3 separate regions of the Mus musculus genome follow, and regions 1 and 2 are each linked to region 3. The links are chromatin contacts, called in public Hi-C and Micro-C maps. All regions are on one chromosome and are shown on one strand. Each heading gives the region's core, a stretch centred on a gene start, on an enhancer-like site or on the middle of the called end of the contact. The rest is flanking DNA. Distances are from core to core; before and after follow the strand shown.

Region 1 (2,737 bases), core at 140-2,639, 49 kb before region 3:
AGTGTGCTACAGTGGCATGGGCACACATATTTAATGCAAGTTCTGTCACGGCACTGACCTGACATTGTGTGGTTGTGTGGGTGTGTATGTTCACATACTGAACCAAGACACTGTACTATGGCAGTATGTGTCTGCATTTCACATGTGAACCATGCCTTAGCAATGTGTAATATATTTATTCACATGCTTATTCACACACAAACTGCACTGTAGCACCATGCTGTGGTAGAGTGGGCCTGCATGTTCACATTTGAGCTGCACCACTATCATGTGGTAGCCTGTTGTAGCAGAGTGCTGTGGTTATGAATATGGTTATGCATGTTCACAAGATCTGTGCCTCAATATCATGCTCTATGCCATGGACAAGTGTGTTTATACCTTGCCTGTGTGAGCCGTGTTGATGTACCATGCCAGGGTGGAATGGGCATGCATGGTCCCACAGAAGGTGTGCCATGGCACTTTGCCACAGTGCCATGCTGTGGGCATGATTGGTCAAATGCAAACTTTCCTGTAGCACCATGCTGGGACAGCATACGCCTAGGAGTGGCATGGCACTAAGTGTAAGCACATAACCACACACTACTGTGGCATTGGCATGAAGTGGGTTGCTCCTGAAAACATGTGTTAACATCACTGCCCCACTGCACTTGGCATGATTCACATGTAAACACTCACACCCGTGCTATCACTGTAAGGCATGACAGCATGGTGTCCCAGCACAGTGCCCTGGCACATCTCAGGTATGAATATGCATGCTCATGTCACATGGTACCATGGCAATGTTTGTGTGCAAACACATATGTCAATGCACCATGGAGCAACACCAGAGTGTGGCTCACATGTGAAAACATGAGTGCATACTGGATGGCAGTGCACTTAGCTTGGCTCACATGTTGTCTTAGTTAGGGTTTCTATTGCTATGAAAAGACACTATAACCACAGCAGTTCTTATGAAGAGAACATTTAATAGGGGCTGGCTTACACTTTGAGAGGTTTAGTTCATTATTGTCATAACAGAAAGCATGGTGGAAATCAGGTCTTCATGGTGCTAGAGAAGGCAGCAGGAAGTGAACTGGCTGAAACCTCAAAGCCCACTCCCACAGTGACACACTTCCTCCAACAAGGCCACACTACTCCAACAAGGCCACACATCCTAGTAGTGCCACTCTCTATGGGCCAGGCATTTAAACAGGAGTCCAGGGGGCCATTCTACCATGCATGTAAACACCCATGTTCACAATGCCATGGCACAAAATCATGAGTCATTGCCTGTGCAAATAAAAGGTCTCTTGATGCTAGAGCAGCACAGAGCAGCAGTTTGAGTGTGAACATGTATAGCCACTAAAGGGTAAAAATATCTCAGTCGAGCAAATCCTGACACAGAAACCCCATGCCCAAGGACATCTGCTAGCACAGATGGCTCCCATCTGAAACCGCAGCTCCCATGCACAAGGATAACTGTCAGCACAATTTCTATCTGAAACTGCAGAGGCAGAACTAAGGCTAGAAGTGTTTGCATTGGACAACCACCACCCCACAGATGGCCCTTGCCATTTCAAACTCTACAAAACCTCAAATAGCCCCTTACCCCTGCCCCCATTCCTCGGTGTAGAGCTTCCTTTCCCACAGAGAGCACGCTGCCCCTCAGTTAAAGGGCAATCCGCTTCTGCTGAGCTCGGGGCTGGGCTCTCATTGTTGCATTGTCCAGCTTCATTCATGATCTAACGCCCACTCTGCCACGGCACAGTGCTTTGGCACAGCTTGAGTTTGAACACACATGGCCGTGGCCTGGAGCACAGTGCTGCAGTGTGTGTGTGGTTTCATATGAACCCATGAGCACATGGCACTGTGACATTACACTATGACACAACTCATGTCGGAAAGGTCAGAGGTGTAAGAAACCCAGGAAATGGCTCACATGGTATTTTCCAAGACGACTGGGGTCACAAACATGGAATAAAATGAAGCTAAACAGGAAGATTATTTAGGTTTACTTTGTGTTATGTCATGTATGGAGTAGGATGCACATCTAAGCAAGATTTTAAGATATTACACAAATTTGTAAAGCACCATTATTACTGACTCCCTCCCCAGAGCTACCTGAGAGCTAATGGTAAGTAACAGGAGGTATTGAAAGCCTTTTGAAAAGCACATCTGCAAGAAGACTGTTACCTGTAAAAGTATAGTGTCTGCAATCTTTTCACCCTGGTATTCAGTAATTGCAAAGGACTCCTGCTCAGTCAGTAGGAAGGGAAAGCATAGGAGATTGTCCCTTCGGAAAGGAAAGGGGGAGATGTAAATGGACCTTGTCTTAAATATTTGGCTCCTCCTACTTCCCAGTCTTCTGCCTTTTGATTCAGTGGGTAAGAAAATTCTCTGCTAACCATTCCTCTGCATCTCTACAGTTTGGTGCGTTTGCACTATCCCCAGAGGATTTAGGTAGTTCAGATGAAAGGGAATATGGAGGTATACCTAACCTTGTCTCTTTGGAGCTCCAGGGATTCTAAACCGGTTTTTTTTTTTTTTTTTTTTTTTTTTTTTACCCAGAGGAGATATTTTTCACAGGGGGAAATGCATACAGAATATGAGCTGATTTCCTATAAGACACTTAGGGATTTTGAACAGGTCCTCTCCTCTTGTAGAGATACTGCTCCATATACTGTGGGAGGAAAGCTGAATCAGAGTGCCCAATACCCAATGACTAGGACAAGCTAACAGGACTTGTTTTAAGCCTGCT
Region 2 (2,700 bases), core at 194-2,693, 34 kb after region 3:
TGAAAGAAGCCATCATGAAAGTGTTGAACTTGGCGCTCATGTTTGCAGAAGGTTGGCAGGCAGGCCTAGGGGCTTGGCAGTAAGTATGTGCTATGTGATAACCTGTATTGTGACCATTTCTGACTAGCTTCATTTGAGGAGTCTTTCCACCCCCAATCTGAGAATGGTTCACATAAGACTGTGACTAGGAATTTAGAAGTAGTTCAGTGGCTTACCTACTCTGCATAAGACCTGGAGTTCAAGCCTATGTTCCAGCAGTACATAGAATTTAGTGACACTAGAAAGCATCAGGAAAGTCAGTTTCCTTATCAGCACAAGCAATTTAAAAAACTAAGGTCTTTTCGTTAAAATAAGCAAACATCTGGGCTGGAGAGATGGCTCAGCAATTAAGAGCACTGGCTGCCCTTCCCGAGGTCCTGAGTTCAATTCCCAGCAACCACATGATGGCTCACAACCATCTCATAATGAAATCTGATGCCCCCTTCTGGTATGCAGGTACACATGCAGTTATACATTAAATAAATAAAACTTAAAAAAAATAAGCCAACATTCTTAGATTATCTGCATGGCTCAATTTCTTATTGTACACACGTTCAAGCATGGAGAAGTTTAAAGGGCAGCATGACACGTCCGTGTGACTCACCTCAGCAGTTTCTGAGGAGGACCAGTTCTGGACCGTGAGCCCCACCGCTTCACACTTGCTGAAACATTTTAAAGTAAATGATGGGTATCATGCTGGGTTACTTTCCAAATTTCTATGTTTGTAAGCTCTAAAAGATGATGTATATGTTATTTTTTCACTTGTGTCATTTAGAATGGCAAACTACTTAAAGTCAATAAACAGAAAAGAGCCAGTCTACAGGAACATCTCCAGTTTTTTTGTTGTTGTTGTTGTTTGTTTGTGTTTGTGTCTGTGCTAGGGTTTGAACTCAGGACCTTACTCACGTGTGCTATGTAAATGCTTTACTGGGCTACACTACCAGCCTGGCTATCTTCTTATGTCAATTTGAATATATAGTTCAATGCTTAGCCTCTGTCTCCTTTATAAAATATATGCAGTGATAATTTGCTGAAATGGAGCTTCATGTCTTGTGGCTTAGGGTTTTCTTGTGTGCTTGTATGAGGAGTATATTCACACAAATTTGTGAGGATGCATGTCTCTTTGCACATGGAGGCCAGAAGAGTTGTCTGGGTATCTTCTCTGTTATCCTCCATAGACTCCTCTGAGACAGACTCTTTCCCTGAGCCTGGGACTTACTTTTCTCAGCCAGAGTGGAAGGCAGTAAAGCCCAGCAAGCCTGCTGTCTCCTCCTCCTCAAACTGTGGCTGCAGGCCTATGAGAGGCCATTTGTAGACGCTGGGGTCCAAACTCTAGACCTCAGGGCTGCACACAAACACTCTTAAGCACTGAGCACCTCTCCAACCCTTGCGCAGCATTTATAGCAGTCGGTATTTAGTCCATGCTAATCACGAGGGGAGTGCACCTTAGTGCTGCTGCCATTCAGAGCCTAGACTGGAGCCCTGTGACGGGGAGGGCGTTCCTAAGGGAAGGCCTAAAAACACTAGTGTCGGCTGGGGAGGTGACTCAGCACACGCAAGCCTGACAGCCTGGATTCAAGCCTCAAAACCCACAGAAAGGTGGAGAAAGAACTCATTTTGTAAAGCTATCTGCTGCCATCATCACGCAGATAGCACACACATAAACACACATTACTCACAGACATGCAAATACAAAGAAAAAAAGCAGACTAGGAGTGTAGCTCTGTGGTGAAGCACTTGCCTAGGATCGCCCATGTCCTGCCTGAGTTCTGTTCCCCACAACAGAAAGCAAGAAAATAGACACCTTCCTGACTATATGTCCTCTCAAAGTTTACAAAACTACTTTAATCTGTAACACTTACCTAGATGAGGGGTCACTATTCCAGATGCTGTACTGAATTCATTTCAGTAAAGTTTTCATTTCTACAACAAATTGTCAGCAAAAAGCAGGGAGGAGGACGTTAAGCATTTCAGAGCTGGTATGGGGACATAAATAAATGTTTGCCTATTTAGAAAGGGGAGGCTGTAAGGTCATGAGTTAAAGGCTCTGTGCACAGTAATATTTATGAAAGGTTTGTGTTCTATGAAATTTGCTTCTAAGTAAGTACTGTGGTAAGGTTGAGGAGGGTTTGTTGGCTTTAGGTAGATAACTGCCAGAGAGGGTTGATGAGCTGCGCGCGCGCACACACACGCACACACACACGCACACACATACGCTCACCCCAGAAAGGAAACTATGACATCAAAGTAATAAATACACCAGAGTCAAACTTGGTAAGGCCATGAGTGCACACAGGTTATTGAAAGGAGTATGGATGATAGGTCACTTAGAAGACCAAGAATAACCAAAATATATCAGCTATGCCAGCAAAAGGGTCCCAAGGATTGGGTGACGATTCATCAGAGCATCGCCCCATTCCAGGATCCCTCTGCAGGACCTGCCGCCAGCTTGACAGTCTCGTCCCTGTCCCTCCTGGGCAGGGTCTCCTCCGCTAGCACTTACTACCTTCTGTAAAGGTGGGGAAGGGACATCAAGAAGCTTTCTAGTTTCCACCTCCCACCATGGGATTTTATTTACTTCATGAGTTCCTAGCACTCCCCTCTCTCTGTGAGCTGTGTGTGTGTTGGGGGGAGAGGGGGTGATACCAAGAAATGTGTCAA
Region 3 (3,025 bases), core at 152-2,651:
CCTGGGGCAGTGCACAGCTTAGGGGATAACAACTGTTTTATTCAATATGGAGTAACTTAGCCTGGCCTCAACAAAGACCTTCCTCGTGAGGGATTCGTCTAAGAAAAAGTCAGGCAAGTACCAATTGGGGTGGCAGGTGCTACCTAATGCGGACGATTTATAAAGGCTCAAAGGCTCCAGCTGCTGCTCTGACGACTTTGCCCACGTCTGCTCTCAAGAGTGCTTTCCCCTTTTTATATTTTGAAAATGACGTTTTAAAATTTATTTTTGTATGGGGTGGAGGTACGCACACATGGGAATTATAAGACTACTTATGGGACATGGTTCTCTCCTATCATGTGAGTCCACACGATGGGATGCAAGCAGCCAGGCCTGACAGCCAGCAACTTTATTAAGTAAGCCAGCTTTTTTTGTTTTGTTTTGGGTTTGTTGTTGCTGTTGTTGTTTTGGTTGTTTTGTTCTGATTTTTTTTTTTTTTTTTCGAGACAGGGTTTCTCTGTATAGCCCTGGCTGTCCTGGAACTCACTCTGTAGGCTGGCCTTGAACTCAGAGCCACTTTCCCTTTCTTGAGAACTTGTTCGAGGGTTCTAACAAGAAAGCACAACTGCCTGTACTGTAACAAGGACAAGTCCTCCATAGGGAAGGTCGGCCTAACCCAAAGCTGTGGGTGCACAAAGAACAGTAACAGAAAAGCATCCCCGGCCATCAAGTGGGTGACAGACAGCTGGCCCTCACATACATCTCCACCTTACTAATAAACCAGCAGTTTCAGCATGTGGGCAGTGACCCGCAGTAGGGATCACACATCAGATAGTTACATTACAATTCGTAAACTAGCAAAAGTATAACTATGAAGTAGCAACGAAATAATTTAATGGTTATGGGTCATCCCAGCGAGAGGAACTATATTAAAGGGTCACAGCATTTGGAAGGTTCAGAGCCATTGTAATACATAAATGGGCACTATCGCTGCTTTAACCATATGTTCCTGGTCTAATCAGAAGCATGTGTTTAGTTGGGGAGCTCTGAGAGCCCAGTTTAGGTCGTCTGGAGGAGAAAGTGAAGGCCGGAGCATGAACAAATAAGTCACGATGTTCAAAAATGTCGGAAACTATACCCTGGAACCAAAAAACTGGTTGGCTCAAAATGCATCAGAATTTAAATCGTTAATCAGGAGTATCCAGAGTCCCTTATTAACAATGATTAATAATAAATAATGGTTAGCTGTCTGAAGACTCTCGGATTTCCCGGTGTGCAAGCAGAAAGAGCACATCTCTTCCCCACCCACGGACGCACCGCATCCAGCAACCAGCATCCACTCCCATCAGCACCTTTCCCAGGCACAGCTCCGGGGCTGCCGGAACTCTCGCGGAAACATCCTCCACATCTCGAAACCCCGGTGCCGGGACGGGCGGAACTCTCGCGAGAACAGTCGCCACTTAGCAGAGATCCTGATAGGTACGCCGCGGCAATGGCCCGGCCTAAGTCGTCCGGGAGCCGGATGGACAGACAGCTGGAGCATGATGTGTGCGAGCTCGTCCGGCAGGTTACGGGGCTGCAGGACGAGGCGGACCCCAACTTCCAGCTGGCCCTGGACTTCGTCTGGTCCAACTTCAGGTGTGGGATCGCGGCTACGAGCTGAAGTCGCGCGGGCGGGCGGGTCCGGGTCGGGAGTGCGGCCTCCGGCACCCCTGCGTCTGCTGCAGCTGCTGTGCCTTGGTTTCCCCTTAGGTGCCCTTGCGAGAAACCCGCAGTTGCAGCGGCACATTCCTAGAGAGCTGTTGACTCTGCTCACCCGCACGCAGTACGGTGCACATCAAAAGTCATTTGATGGCTGGGAAAGTGAATTTTTAGCGCCAAATTCTGATCACATCCTGTTAGGTTTTTTGGGGGTTTTTTGTTTTGTTTTGTTTTTTGTTTGTCTCACCAACCCCCCTCTTCTCTTGCTCGGACCACTTACAAGTTTCCCCGCTTCTGTGTCCTCCCTTTGCATTGCATAAAACAAATTCAAGTTCTACTATTGAGCAACACATAGCATGTCTAGTAGAAGTCACCCTAAACAGTGAACAGTTTGTCAGACTGTGATCCTGATTCTAAGCGCAGGACGTGAGTGTCTGCCTAGTTCGTGAGACTACAGACCTCTCAGGTTGATGGGAAGCAAGCCAACGATCCAAAACCACAAGTGCAATTTCTAGTTATAACCTATAGAAAGAACAAGGATTCAAAGAAGTCAGGTAACTCGAAAAGCAGATGTACCACAAGTATTTTTTCTAGTGGCAGATAGGAGGGAGGGGATAGTCATTTTAGAGTTGGGAAGAGACATAGATGCTGCATAGTATAACAGAAGTACTAAAAGCATACCTATAACACTCTGTCACCAGTGTCACCCGTAGAAAACATGTGGCAGTCACCTTGTGTTACAGTTGCTTTATTTCCACATGTTGTTCGTTGTTACATTAATGACAGCCTTTGGTCCCACTGCTAAATTTTAGGTTTTGTTGTTGATGATGTTATGTGTATGATTTGACTCTGTGTACACGTGTGCATGTGTGTGCCTGGTGCCCAAGGCAGCTGATCCCCTGGAACTGGGATTATAAACAGCCTGTGGGTGCTGTGAATAGAACCTGGGGACCCTGAGCAATGGCGTGGGCTCTTAACCCCCGAGGCATCTCTCCAGACCCTTTCAAAGCTTTCTAAATATTTGATAATTGTACATGAATATGTTTGCTTTTCTTTGTATTTCATTTTGTACATTTAGCAGAATTATTCAGAGGACAAATGTTAAGATTTCACTGGGCTTCTCTCTTACATTAAAAAGACAAAGAAAATCCAGTCACAATGATGTATGCCTATAATTACATCAGAATTTTGCACTAAAAAGTATACCCACTTGGGTGGCTCAGGCAGGAGGATTGCTGTGAGTTGAAGGCTATCCTTAGCTTCCTAGTGAGCTCAGAGCCACATAGCAAGATCTAGCAAAAACCCTAGGAAAATATGTTATACTGAACATAACTGTGGGACATAT

Evidence for each region. Hi-C and Micro-C count contacts between places; a contact is called where the count stands out from the background.
Region 1: a contact with region 3 is called in a Micro-C map of granulosa cells, with 2.6 times the contacts expected there. The contact joins the enhancer-like site here to the promoter of Tubgcp5 in region 3. A contact is called at or near these places in 4 of 39 promoter capture datasets (the 3T3-L1 cell line, embryonic stem cells, pre-B cells and 1 more), 2 of 484 Hi-C or Micro-C datasets (cerebral cortex and granulosa cells) and 2 of 9 other capture datasets (adipose tissue and pancreatic islet).
Region 2: a Hi-C map of embryonic stem cells shows a contact between it and region 3, with 2.4 times the contacts expected there. The contact joins the enhancer-like site here to the promoter of Tubgcp5 in region 3. A contact is called at or near these places in 1 of 39 promoter capture datasets (macrophages), 1 of 15 datasets of contacts at CTCF or cohesin (the NIH/3T3 cell line), 22 of 484 Hi-C or Micro-C datasets (B cells, DN3 thymocytes, the G1E-ER4 cell line and 13 more), 4 of 115 datasets of contacts at active chromatin or transcription factors (the SCID.adh cell line, bone marrow-derived macrophages and embryonic stem cells) and 4 of 9 other capture datasets (adipose tissue, embryonic stem cells, liver and 1 more).

What each region holds. Positions count from the first base shown.
Region 1 is chr7:55,743,287-55,746,023 of GRCm38.p6, forward strand. No RefSeq gene overlaps it. Among named protein-coding and RNA genes, the nearest start is that of Siglech, 24 kb to the right of the region's middle. Within about 2 kb of position 1,390, at least 35 of the 459 cell types and tissues checked have an H3K27ac peak or open chromatin away from gene starts, as enhancers often do. A contact at or near this core is called in cerebral cortex and granulosa cells, where this site is marked.
Region 2 is chr7:55,826,243-55,828,942 of GRCm38.p6, forward strand. It overlaps Tubgcp5 (tubulin, gamma complex associated protein 5), which reads left to right. Exons shown (of 23, transcript NM_146190.3): 21 at 1-79. Among named protein-coding and RNA genes, the nearest start is that of Cyfip1, 14 kb to the right of the region's middle. Within about 2 kb of position 1,444, at least 14 of the 459 cell types and tissues checked have an H3K27ac peak or open chromatin away from gene starts, as enhancers often do. A contact at or near this core is called in embryonic stem cells, where this site is marked.
Region 3 is chr7:55,792,724-55,795,748 of GRCm38.p6, forward strand. Tubgcp5 (tubulin, gamma complex associated protein 5) reads left to right here and starts at 1,402. Exons shown (of 23, transcript NM_146190.3): 1 at 1,402-1,617. The coding sequence starts at 1,472.